2 separate regions of the Rattus norvegicus genome follow, and region 2 is linked to region 1. The links are chromatin contacts, called in public Hi-C maps. All regions are on one chromosome and are shown on one strand. The core of a region is the stretch at or near the end of the contact, and the rest is flanking DNA. Distances in the headings are between cores, read along the strand shown. Region 1 overlaps Tgfbr3 (transforming growth factor beta receptor 3). Region 2 has its middle 29 kb from the start of Cdc7.

What was found. A called contact is a pair of places that touch in the nucleus more often than the background predicts.
Region 2: a Hi-C map of Schwann cells shows a contact between it and region 1, with 7 times the contacts expected there. The contact joins two enhancer-like sites. A contact is called at or near these places in 9 of 12 Hi-C or Micro-C datasets (the A7r5 cell line, Schwann cells, frontal cortex and 5 more) and 1 of 1 datasets of contacts at active chromatin or transcription factors (oligodendrocytes).

Annotation. Positions count from the first base shown.
Region 1 is chr14:2,643,739-2,649,214 of GRCr8, forward strand. The region is part of intron 1 of Tgfbr3 (transforming growth factor beta receptor 3); the gene reads left to right. Among named protein-coding and RNA genes, the nearest start is that of Tgfbr3, 12 kb to the left of the region's middle. Within about 2 kb of position 2,088, at least 2 of the 93 cell types and tissues checked have an H3K27ac peak or open chromatin away from gene starts, as enhancers often do. A contact at or near this core is called in Schwann cells, where this site is marked.
Region 2 is chr14:2,938,048-2,943,955 of GRCr8, forward strand. No RefSeq gene overlaps it. Among named protein-coding and RNA genes, the nearest start is that of Cdc7, 29 kb to the right of the region's middle. Within about 2 kb of position 2,589, at least 7 of the 93 cell types and tissues checked have an H3K27ac peak or open chromatin away from gene starts, as enhancers often do. A contact at or near this core is called in Schwann cells, where this site is marked.

The DNA.
Region 1 (5,476 bases), core at 838-3,337:
TTGGGGGAGCTCAGGGATTGGTGGGTTTTCCTGTTCAGGGATTGGTGGCTTTTGTTTTGACTTTTCACTTAAATTAGCATAACCCCGGGAGGGTCCCGTTGAGGGTTTGCAGATGACAGTTATAACAGTTGGGGGGCAGGGCATAGCTGCTGGAACTCCTCAGGCCAGCCCCGGCCACTTTTCTTTCTTGTGGTTTACGAAGTATATGAAGGGAGTCCACTGAAGAGAAAGCCTTCCCCACCACTTGAGTGGTGTGAGTATCTAACAGGCCCATCTCTGAGGACACCATTCTCCCCTCTCCTTCTCCCAGGTCTTCCCAGCACCTGGACTATTCCCATCAACTTCCAGCTATTATTATTATTATTATTATTATTATTATTATTTTTTTTTTTTTTTGTGGCTTCTGCATCTTTCTCCCAAGTTCTCGTCCATGGTACCTTTGAAAGCACATCTGGCTTTGTGTCTCTTGGGTCATACAGATTTGTGATTCTTTTCTCCTTAGCATGGACTGTATGATTATTAAAGTTTCAGCCGTTTCCCCCTCTGCTTTTCTTGAACCTCATTGTGTTCACCTGAGGCGACTCTGTCTTCCCAAGTGCAACACGTGTGCTCACATCCCGTCCCCTTTATAACCACTCTTCCTTCTACCGTGTCCTGCTCTTCCTTCCAGCCTCCTGTGCTATCTTAAAAGTTTTACTCTGTGAACAGACACCATGACCAAGGCAACCCTTATAAAGGACATTTAACTGGGGCTGGCTTACAGGTTCTGAGGTTCAGTCCACTATCATGGTGGAAGCATGGCAGCATCCAGGCGGACTTGGCACTGGAGAAGCTGAGGGTTCTACATCTTGTTCCAAAGGCAAACAAGAGAAGACTGTCTTGCAAGTATCTAGGAAGATCTCAATGCCCACCTACACAGTGATACACTTCCTCCAAGAAGGCCACACCCACTTCAACAAGGCCACACCTCCCTGGGCCAAGCATATTCAAACCACCACATCTGTCATTAGCTCTTCTGCTGAAGCTTAGCATTGTTCCTCTCCGAAATGACTACTCTTGCTAGCTCACGAAAGCCCTTCCTTCCTGTGGACTATCTAGATTAAAATTGAGGGTTTCAGTCAGCTTTTCATCACCATAACAGGATTCCTGGGATCATTAACTTATCAGGAGAAAAAGGTTTCTCTTGACTCACTGTTTTGGAGGGCCTTGTTCAGAACTGTCTCTGTTGTGTGGGCATGTGGTAAGGCAGCGCTCGAGGTGGGAAGCATTACAGAACAACATTATTATTCACCTCATGTCTAGGCAGGGACAGAAAAGGCTGGGCTCTCACTACCTCTTCAGGGGCCTGTCCTCAATGGCCCAAAGTCCTCTCGCTATAACCTGCTTCCTGAAGGTTGTACCTCTCCACATGATGCCTTTAATAAATCAGTCTTCTGGGGACTATTCTGTCCTCCCAAGTATCTGAAGTTCACTTCCTGTAGATCCTTAGTGAAAACAAAGAAACTAAAGACTTCTGTGTGTGCTTCCTGGCTGCCTGAGCTTCACTGCTTCTTGCAGATGGGTATTAGCTCAGCTGGGTAGGTGTTGGTTTGTTTTGTTGTTGTTGTTTTTCCAGTTGCTGCTGCTGCATGAACAGCTATGGCAGCTGCCATGAGGGCTGAGCATGCAAGCTGTCTATCGGCAGGCTTCAGAAAGCTCCATGATGCTGGTTTACCTACTCCTAAAGGCCTAATGAGAACAAGTAGGAAAGAGTGGTTTCTTCTGTGTTTATTGCCACCCAGTATTGAGTAATGTGCCATGCTGGTCCCCAGAGCTCCCAGGGCAGGGACTTGCACATTTTGTGCCATGTTGTATTGGAGGCAGTAAGTGGTGTGGAGCAAGTCCCTCGGAACTGTAGTGTTTGTTGAGTGGACGAGCAAGTCAGAAGATTCAGGACCTGGGAGGTTTTGATAGCTTCCACATAGCATACACTCAGATGTCTGCTCTGCCGGGAGGGGGAGAATCTGAACTTTGACAGCCTCACTGAAGACAGGTTGGGCTGGGACACTGGGCGACTCTCCCCGGCCTTACAAGTGGTTTGGGAGATTCCCATTCCAGCAGGCACAGGCTTGTTGTGGTTTCTCTCTGCCTGTGGTTTGCCCTTTAACCCATCCTGATAAAAAGATGAAAAATAAGCCCAGCAGCAGAGGAAGGGATTTGGGGAGAGGTTGTGCAGAGCAGAAGGCAGCTCTCACATGGCCCCAACGTCCCCCTTTGGCTCTGAGTTCATCCCGTTGGCAGCTCACTGAACCCTCCAGATCTGCCCTGCTTAGGGCCCGTGCTACAATAGCCTGGAGTCTGCCAGGCCTCCTTACCTTGAATGATTTATTTTTCTTTCTTCCTTGTCCTATTTTCTTTGAAAGGAAATGTTCCACTCCAGGCAAGAAGGACATGGGAGGAAATTAAATTACTATACTTAATTATTAGTTTGGGATGGTCTCATGTAGTCCAGGCTAGCCTCAAACTCAAGACCCTCCTGCATCCACTTTACCATCTTAGAATATTTTTTGAAGATTGATTTTTGTTATGTTTTATTTGTGTGCGTGGACACATGTGTGCACCTGTGGGAGGGGTTCAGAAAGCAACTCTGTAGAAATCCGTTTTTTCCTATCATGTGGGCTCCGGGATCAGGCTCAGGTTGGTAGGCTAGACAGCAAGCATCCCTACCCACTGAGCCATCTCACCCCTAGCCCATCTTTGATACGAAGTGAAGTTTTAACCCTTCTCAGATTCGAGGACTGTTTGTGAAGCTAGTTCTCTCTGTGATACTAGTGATGGGTGGAGACTTCAGGAAGCATTAACTTAATCCTAAAGGCCATGAATTTTCCTCCTGAAGAGTCAGGTTTGGGGAGCCCAGGGCATGGGGGTCAAAGAGTGTGGCCGGAGCCATTGTGTCTCCTATGTCTATTGAAATAATACCAATCTGGTCTTCTCAGGACAGGGAGTCCAAGACTTTGAGGAAGCCATTATAAAGCCAGCAGTATAGTTTCCCCTGGGATTAAAGATGATCAGGTTAGAAATAAGCTGGTATGTGATACCATATATGTCAATATAATATACCTTATATCATATATGAGATAAAACGACAGGACTATCAGTGACTTGTTGAACTGGGTCCTAGGCACCCAATAGCATTCTAGGTGTTCTGTGCTTACACTTTATTTATTTATTTATCCCTTATAAAGCCCTGGGAGGGACTTAGAATCAACCCCCTTCTTACAGGTCAGGTTCGGATCCTGATCACTGGGGGCGGAGGGGACCACACCTCCCACTACATTGTAACTGTGGTGGGCTTTGTGCTCCATTCATGACTTCTCTTGGGCCTCTGCATCTGCTTCTCTCACCACCTGGCTGGCCTTTTCTTGTTACAGTGTTTCTCTCTTCTCTGCTTAAATGTCACCTCTCCCGGGAGACCAGTCTAGCCCAGACTCAGCATCACCAAACCTGTTCTGTTTTCCTGATCCCCTGAAGCCAGACTCCATGACAACAAGGATGAGCCTAAGTCACTAACCTGTGTTTAGCTCCTGGAGTGTCCAACACACAAGTTAATTCTAAATTTTTGTTGAATCAATGGATGAAGAGACATGTAATTGCTGACCAAACTTTGCTACACTGATTTCAAAACAAAGTAGCTTGTCCCTGTGTCAGCCCTCATCATCTAGGAGCTGTCCCCTTGTCCCCAACCAATGCCCACAGTGATGTAGGAATGTGCAGCGCCCCTTTCTTTTCTATTTTTTTTCCTGGTTGTTAGTTATTTCTGGCGGAGCCCCTGTTTACAGTGACTAAGAGCATAGACTGTGGAATTAGACAGACTTGGGCTCAAATCCTGGTCCAGGGCTTCTTAGTTGGCGACCTTGGGGTTGCTTAGCAACTTAAAGGACGCATCCACCTCTGTGGGTGGTTGAGGATTAAATGAGAAGTTGTGGGGCATACAGCAGGTGCTCTCTGGCTGGTCGCTGAGATGCTGTGTGGCGAGGTGCTGAATTCTCCTGGGAAGGGGATAAGGTGTGCACATTCGAACAGTCACAGCAGTTAGAACGCAGCCTGGGAGGAAGGAAATAGTTCTTGGTCTGCCTATCTGTAAGAGACTGATGTAGATACCACCCGTTTCTAACGTCCTCAGTTGGCTCAGGGAAGGTAACATGGAGTACGTTACACAAAGACCATTCAGGCTGGGAGTAATCCTAAATGGGTTTTAGAATGAGGAGGGAGAAAGGAGTGGAGGTCTCAGACTTGGAAGAAGAGCACAACACGGCAGATTTTAATAAAAAAGGTCTAAACTTATGGAACTCTCCCTCGTGTGTGTGTGTGTGTGTGTGTGTGTGTGTGTGTGTGTGTGTGTAATAAAATGAACAGAGCTGACAGGTGGAGTTAAATGTTTGCATCGCTGGGAGTGTACTGCACTTTTGTTCGCATAAGTTCTAGATAACAATTAGTAAGCACAACCTGACTGTTCCCTCTGTTGCTGTGTTGTGAGGTTGACTGCTGTCCTTGGACAGTGTCTTCTGGTTTTCCTCAGTTCCTGCTAGCCCTTGCACGGTGAGGCATTTGAAACAAGAATGGATGGTAGCTCATTTACTGTGAGAGACTCTCATCGCGGTCAATTCATATGATGACACCTGTGCGGAGGGCGTAAAAGAAAAACAAATTTTTAATCCATTCGTATCGGAGATGAACAAAGGCCTAGAAGGCCTTCCGGGTGGCAGGGCTTTTGCCTCCTGTGCTCAGGGTTCCTCCTCGTATCTGCCCTTTGTTTGCCTGCCATTTGTTGCTAAAAATGTTCTAACAAATTCCCCGACCTTCTGTAAATTTCCTATTGTAATGTACACAATAGTGTCTTGTCTCCTTTTCTTGGCACTCACCACCTAGCCCAGGGCCTTAAGCTTAAGACACGGGCTCCATCCCTGAGCTGTCTTCTCATGCTGGTTAGTTTTGGTTAACATGATACAGACAAGAGCACCGGGTGTCTCAGTCAGCATCTCACTGCTGTGAAGAAATGCCAGTGACCAAGGCAAATCTTATAAATATGGTGGGAGCATGGCGGCCCACGCACCACTGGAGCAGCTGAGAGGCACGTACTGAGTCGCAGGCCAAGAGAGAGATGAAAAGATCTGGCCAAAGCCCACCTCAAAGGTTTCAAAGAAACCTCAACGTGACATGGTTCCTCCAACAAGGCCAGACCCCCCAATCCTTCTAATCCAGTCCTTGATGGATGAGCATTCAGATATGTGAGCCTCCAGGGGCCATTTGTATTCAAGCTATGGCACCTGGGACAAGCCTGAGTCTGCGAGCACTTCCTTGATTGACAGTGCTTCCTTAATTGACAGCGGTGTGGAAGGGACCATGCTACAGAGGATGGCAGCACCCTACAGCAGTAGAGCCGGGTTGTGTGAGAGAGCAAGCCAGAAAGCAGTGTTCAGCCTCCTGCATAGAGTCC
Region 2 (5,908 bases), core at 1,339-3,838, 290 kb after region 1:
GGTGCACACCAGCACTCCCAGCACTTGGAAGGCAGAGGCAAGACCTTTGTGTTCAAGACCAGTCTGGTCTACAGAGAGCATTATAGGTCAGCCAACACTCTACAGTGATACTGTCTAAAAAGCAATAAATGGGTAAATAAATTGGTAATAGCACCAATAGAAAGATTGATTATAGATAGGTAAATAGACGACAGACAGACAGACAGATATAGTGAGTGCCTTGTAATCTCAGCACTGGGGAACAGAGACAAGCAGTTACCTTGCCAGTCATCCTAACCCACTCAGCCAATTCAAAGTCAATGACAGACCCTACCTCTAAAGGGGGGAAGGGAATGCCCCTGGAGGCCTAAGATTGTCTGACTTCTCCTTATACATGTACACGAGTATGTGCACAAAGAACAGGGAAAATGAAATTCTCCAAAATTTATACTCAGAGAAAACTAAAAAGGTAAAGGCCAACTTCATCATATGCTGGGAAATACACACACACACACACACACACATGAGTGCACATGCACACACATGCGTGCGCGCACACACACACGAGTGCACGTGCACATACACACGTGCACATGCACACACTCTCTCACACGCACACACATGCTTACACATGGAAGGGACGCAGTGTTCTCACTGCCATCTACTGCATGCATCCCAACTGCCAGTTCTAACATCTACCATCCCTTAAATGTGCCACAGAGCATCAGGCTTGAGGGTTCCCGAAATATTGCTAAGCCTCTATTGGACCAAAAGTACAAATGGTCTCTGAGGAGAGAAGTCACCACAGCATCCTTACATCATCACATATTATGAACACTACAGATGCCGACTAGGCAGAAACTTCTGAAAGTCCATGTGGACAAGGAGAAAGTTCTCCAGATTTCTCAATGGCAGGGCTAAGGCCAGAGTTCTTGGCTGATAACATTGCTATACAAGGAAAGTTTGCTGCAACGTTTCTCAGCTTAAGAGTGCAGGCCTGTGGCCACGCTCTTACAACATAGTTGGATTCATCTCACATTGTGGTGAGGAGAGAGTGGGAGGAATTTAAACATTCTTAGCTTTGCTTGGATTACCAAAACAATCCCTCTTTATTGAGTGCACCAAGGTGTATCTCGTGATCTGTCCGGGGCAAAAGGCAGGTTGGGATCTGATGGGGGAGGCAGTGGTTTTTGTCCCTTATTTCACAGGGGCTGGGGCAGAGGTTGGGGTGAAGATGTACAGAAAGGGGAGGCTGAAGAAGGGAATTAGGAAGGAAGCAGATGGCAGAGAGGAAAGACCCTGGGGATGCTTTGAACGTCCTTGCTGGAGTTTACCATGGAAATACAGTCAGCCATGCCACCGGCCACTAACAGGACGGTGGGCATATTGGAGGGAGAGAATGAGCCTGACAAACTTCAGGAGCAGCTTTCCTCCTTCCAGCTCCGAAGGTGGGGGCAGGGAAGCGGCCAGCATTTCTGCTCACACCCAAAGACTTAGAAAGATTTGCAAGGCGTCTCACTACCCTTAACACACAGCTTCGTTTCCAGAAGTCAGCTGTCTCTTAGCTTAATGATTGGCCTCCACTGCTGGGTTAGAGAGCTTAGAACCCTCTATTTAGAGGCCGAGAAGGACAGGCGTGCACGGGCATACACACACACATTTACAGTCAAACTGGACAGGGGTCCCTTGACCAGGTCCTTATAATCATCAAGGGCAGGACATCCGATATAATCTCGCACTCATTTACAAATGGGCTGTCCTAGACGGAAGAGCTGAGGATGTATCTTTTGAAGGGTTTCTCTTGGTCAAGTCTGTTGTGCTCAGCTTTGTTTGTTTCTCATAGCTAACGGTCTAGACCAACATGGGTGTGGGGCATATTTTATTTCACACAAACATCTTCCTACAGCTTCCATAAATTCCTGCTTTGCAGGTGATGTTTAACCTCCTACAAAATCTGTGATTAATCCTCCATTCAGTCACTGAAAATCTAAGCCAGCATCAAGCCTATTAGGCAACCCCTATTGCATCTTACCTGACTGAGCATATATTCTATGGTAGTATGCTGTGTACTTAGCCTCAGCGACACAAAGGCATGCACATTAGATACATACAGCCTGGTTATCCATCAGGCCACAGTCTTAGACAATAGACAGGAGGGACTGGTAATACAGACCTGAATGAAGTCCTTCTCCTATTGTGGGAGCAAAGCCATCCCTTCCTCTGGGGTTCTGTGTCTTGTGCCAAAGGAGAGACGATAAGTAAGCCAGGATGTTTGAGAAGGCAGTGTTTGAACAGGGCACAGTGTGTTCACAAGCGGGGGACTGGGCAGGAAAGGTGGTACCACTTTGGTGATACCCGAAGGATGAAGTCAGGTGCCGTGCCGTCTTACTGGCAGCCAGCCAGGCGCAGGCGGCTGAGGGGAAGTGCTACAAATAGGGATCTGCAAACGCCCAGAGAAGGAACAGAGGTGAGTAGAGCACGGTTAAACCACCAGGAGCTCGGTTCGCCTGTGAGAGCCCATGTTTTGTTTTTATGCCTTCCAAGTCTTACTGATACCCAAGCGTCCCAGGCAGCCGCCTCACGGAACATGCCGAAGGAACGTCTGCCATCTGGTGGCCAGAGGCGATGTCACAGCGCACAGCTCCAGGGTCATAGCATCCGGGTTCTGTTACTCAGTGAGTTAAGAAGTCTGATACAGCTGGCTCTGGTGGCCCACACCTACAACCTCTGCTCCAGGGAGGCAGAGAGAGGATCAGGAGTTCCAGGCCGGTTTCGGTTACGCGAGCTCCCGTGTAAACTTAAACGAACAACAAGGGGGCTTGGACAGTGAACCAGAAGTTGAGCTTGCTCTTGCAGAGGTCGTGGGTTTCATTCTCAGCATCCACATCCGAGCTCAAGCCATACTTAACTCCAGTTCCAGGTAGTCTGACACCTTCTGCAGGAAACTGGCGTGCACACAGTGAACAGGCATGCAGGCAAAATATCCATACATGTAAAATTTAAAAAGAAAAAAAAAGAAAGAAAAAAGAAAGAAAAAATCCAACTATAAACAGAATACCCTGATGTGCGTTATTCTTTTGTTATCATTGCTACTGATTTATTTTACTTTTAATTATGTGTTTGGGTATCTGCATGTGACTTCAGGTGCCCGTGGAGGTGCCTAGCGTGGGTGCTGGGAACTGAATTTGAATCCTCTGCAAAAGCATTGACTGTTCTTAACTGCTGAGCCACTCCCCTCTCCCCGCCAGCCCCTCAGATGTACTTCACAGAAAAGTTCAGGAAAAATATGCAGGAATGTTCTCAAGAAATACAATCACGTCTGAAAGAAGACATGGAGGAAGGGGAGGGGAGGGGAGAGGGGGCCCACTGCATCTCTGTTCTGATGCTGTATTTAGGGGCCACCTTTACCCCTCCAGACTGCAGGCACATAAACCCCGCTTTGCAGCTGAGACTCCTTTCGGTCTTGGCTCACCCCCCTTACTTCATGCTCCTCCAGTCAAAGTTTCTTTTACAGCTGATGAAGGGTAAGCAAGGAGGCACTAAAACGTTCCCTGGTTGTGCTGTTCATACTTTTAAATGTGAATATCTGAGGCCCCCACTCAATGCCCAGACGCTCAGAGATACCCCTCCCTCAGTCCCCAGCACAGAGGGACTTAGAAGCTCGTGTTCCGAGGGACGTACTTTTAAAATTAAGAAGCCGGAATGCATTTCTAACAACTTATATTGCTCCTGGTTGATGGATACAATTTTATAAATGCAATTTGGACACAGCAATGTTGGGCTTCTCAGAACAAACAAGTTTTGGGAACTGACGTGATACTTTTAGAATTGGAGCTATCTTTAACCCCCTACCCCACTCCACCCCCCGAAAAAAGAAACTCAAAAGCCTCCAGAAGTAGGGTCCTTCCTGCATGTATATGTCAAGCGGGGACATTTTTGCCTTTCTGTGGTATTTTATAGGCACTGGCATTTTTTTTTTAAATGCTGTGACATTTGACACATGAGCAAGAGCTGAAAAATGAGACTATAGGAGAATTATGAAAACTGTGCTCACTGGTCTCTTGCACAAGGCTTCGAAGGGTTACTGTGGATAAACTGTCCACCAGCTGTTTCTCCTCTGCTGAGGTCAATGTTCTGGGAACAAAGTGCCAGTGGCTTGGGGGGGAGAGATTAGTACCAAGATGGATGGGACCTCGGGGGAGCTGGGAGGCCTCAGGACAGACAGTTCACGACAGGCAAACAGTATAACCCTTTAGATGTCTAAGAATTAAAGAGACTATCTTTAGACTGGGATCGTTCTGGTGGGTCTTGGAAATCCCTTCACGGGGTCAAGTTCCCAGGCAACTCTAAAGTTTCGGCTGACGACTGGTGTCTCTTTAGTGGTAAGAAATGTAAAGAAATGAAAGTGTAGTCTCCTCCTCCAAGAGACCTATACTTCACTGCAGGTCCCCGAGGAAGTCACAGACGTCCCCGGGGAATAGAAACTTCGTAGTCCCTTTGGCCTATCCTGAACTGAAGCACCATGCTGGAGTCCTGCCTCCATTCCAGTTGCGTTTTTTATGAGTTGGGGATGGGGCTGCGGGGAGACTCTTAGAAAGTTATGCAGGAGCCTTTTCGTCTTTCTGTCCTTCTAGTTTCTTGTCTAAATCATTGGGTTGTCTGCAGAAAAGCTAGAGGCGATGCACACAAAGCGTGGATGTGTCCTTATAAAGCAAGCACTGTGAGCATGGTGGCACAGCCTGTAACCCCAGCCCTTGGAAAGAGGAGGCAGCTCAAGGGTATCCTTGGTTACATGGAAGACTAAAGGCCAACCTGGGCTACACGAGACTGTTTTAAAAACAAATCTAAGCAGAAAACAAAACAGACACTCTTGTTTGGAGAGGTTTCTGACTGATTGAGCAGATTATATGTATCAAACAATTTTAAAATGTCCATGAATTTGAAGGAGAGCAAGGAGGTGTATATGGGAGGTCTTGGAGAGAGGAAAAGGAAGGGAGAAATTAGGAAATTTTATTATAATCTCAAAAAATGAAAAATAATTTTTAGGAAATAAAGAGGTTAGTTTTCAGTCTGGTAATATTGCCAAGAACGTAAATAAATTAACAAGTGAACATTCTTTCATGTTGTTTGTCAAGCTTCTAACTCCACCTGCAGCAGGCACCTGTCTTCTCCATGTAACTCCACCTGCAGCAGGCACCTGCCTTCTCCATGTAACTCCACCTGCAGCAGGCACCTGTCTTCTCTGTGTAACTCCACCTGCAGCAGGCACCTGTCTTCTCCGTGTAACTCCACCTGCAGCAGGCACCTGTCTTCTCCGTGTAACTCCACCTGCAGCAGGCACCTGTCTTCTCCGTGTAACTCCACCTGCAGCAGGCACCTGTCTTCTCCGTGTAACTCCACCTGCAGCAGGCACCTGTCTTCTCCGTGTAACTCCACCTGCAGCAGGCACCTGTCTTCTCCGTGTAACTCCACCTGCAGCAGGCACCTGTCTTCTCTGTGTAACTCCACCTGTAGCAGGCACCTGTCTTCTCCATGTAACTCCACCTGCAGCAGGCACCTGTCTTCTCCATGTAACTCCACCTGCAGCAGGCACCTGTCTTCTCCGTGTAACTCCACCTGCAGCAGGCACCTGTCTTCTCCGTGTAACTCCACCTGCAGCAGGCACCTGTCTTCTCCGTGTAACTCCACCTGCAGCAGGCACCTGTCTTCTCCATGTAACTCCACCTGCAGCAGGCACCTGTCTTCTCCATGTAACTCCACCTGCAGCAGGCACCTGTCTTCTCCATGTAACTCCACCTGCAGCAGGCACCTGTCTTCTCTGTGTAACTCCACCTGCAGCAGGCACCTGCCTTCTCTGTGTAACTCCACCTGTAGCAGGCACCTGTCTTCTCTGTGTAACTCCACCTGCAGCAGGCACCTGTCTTCTCCG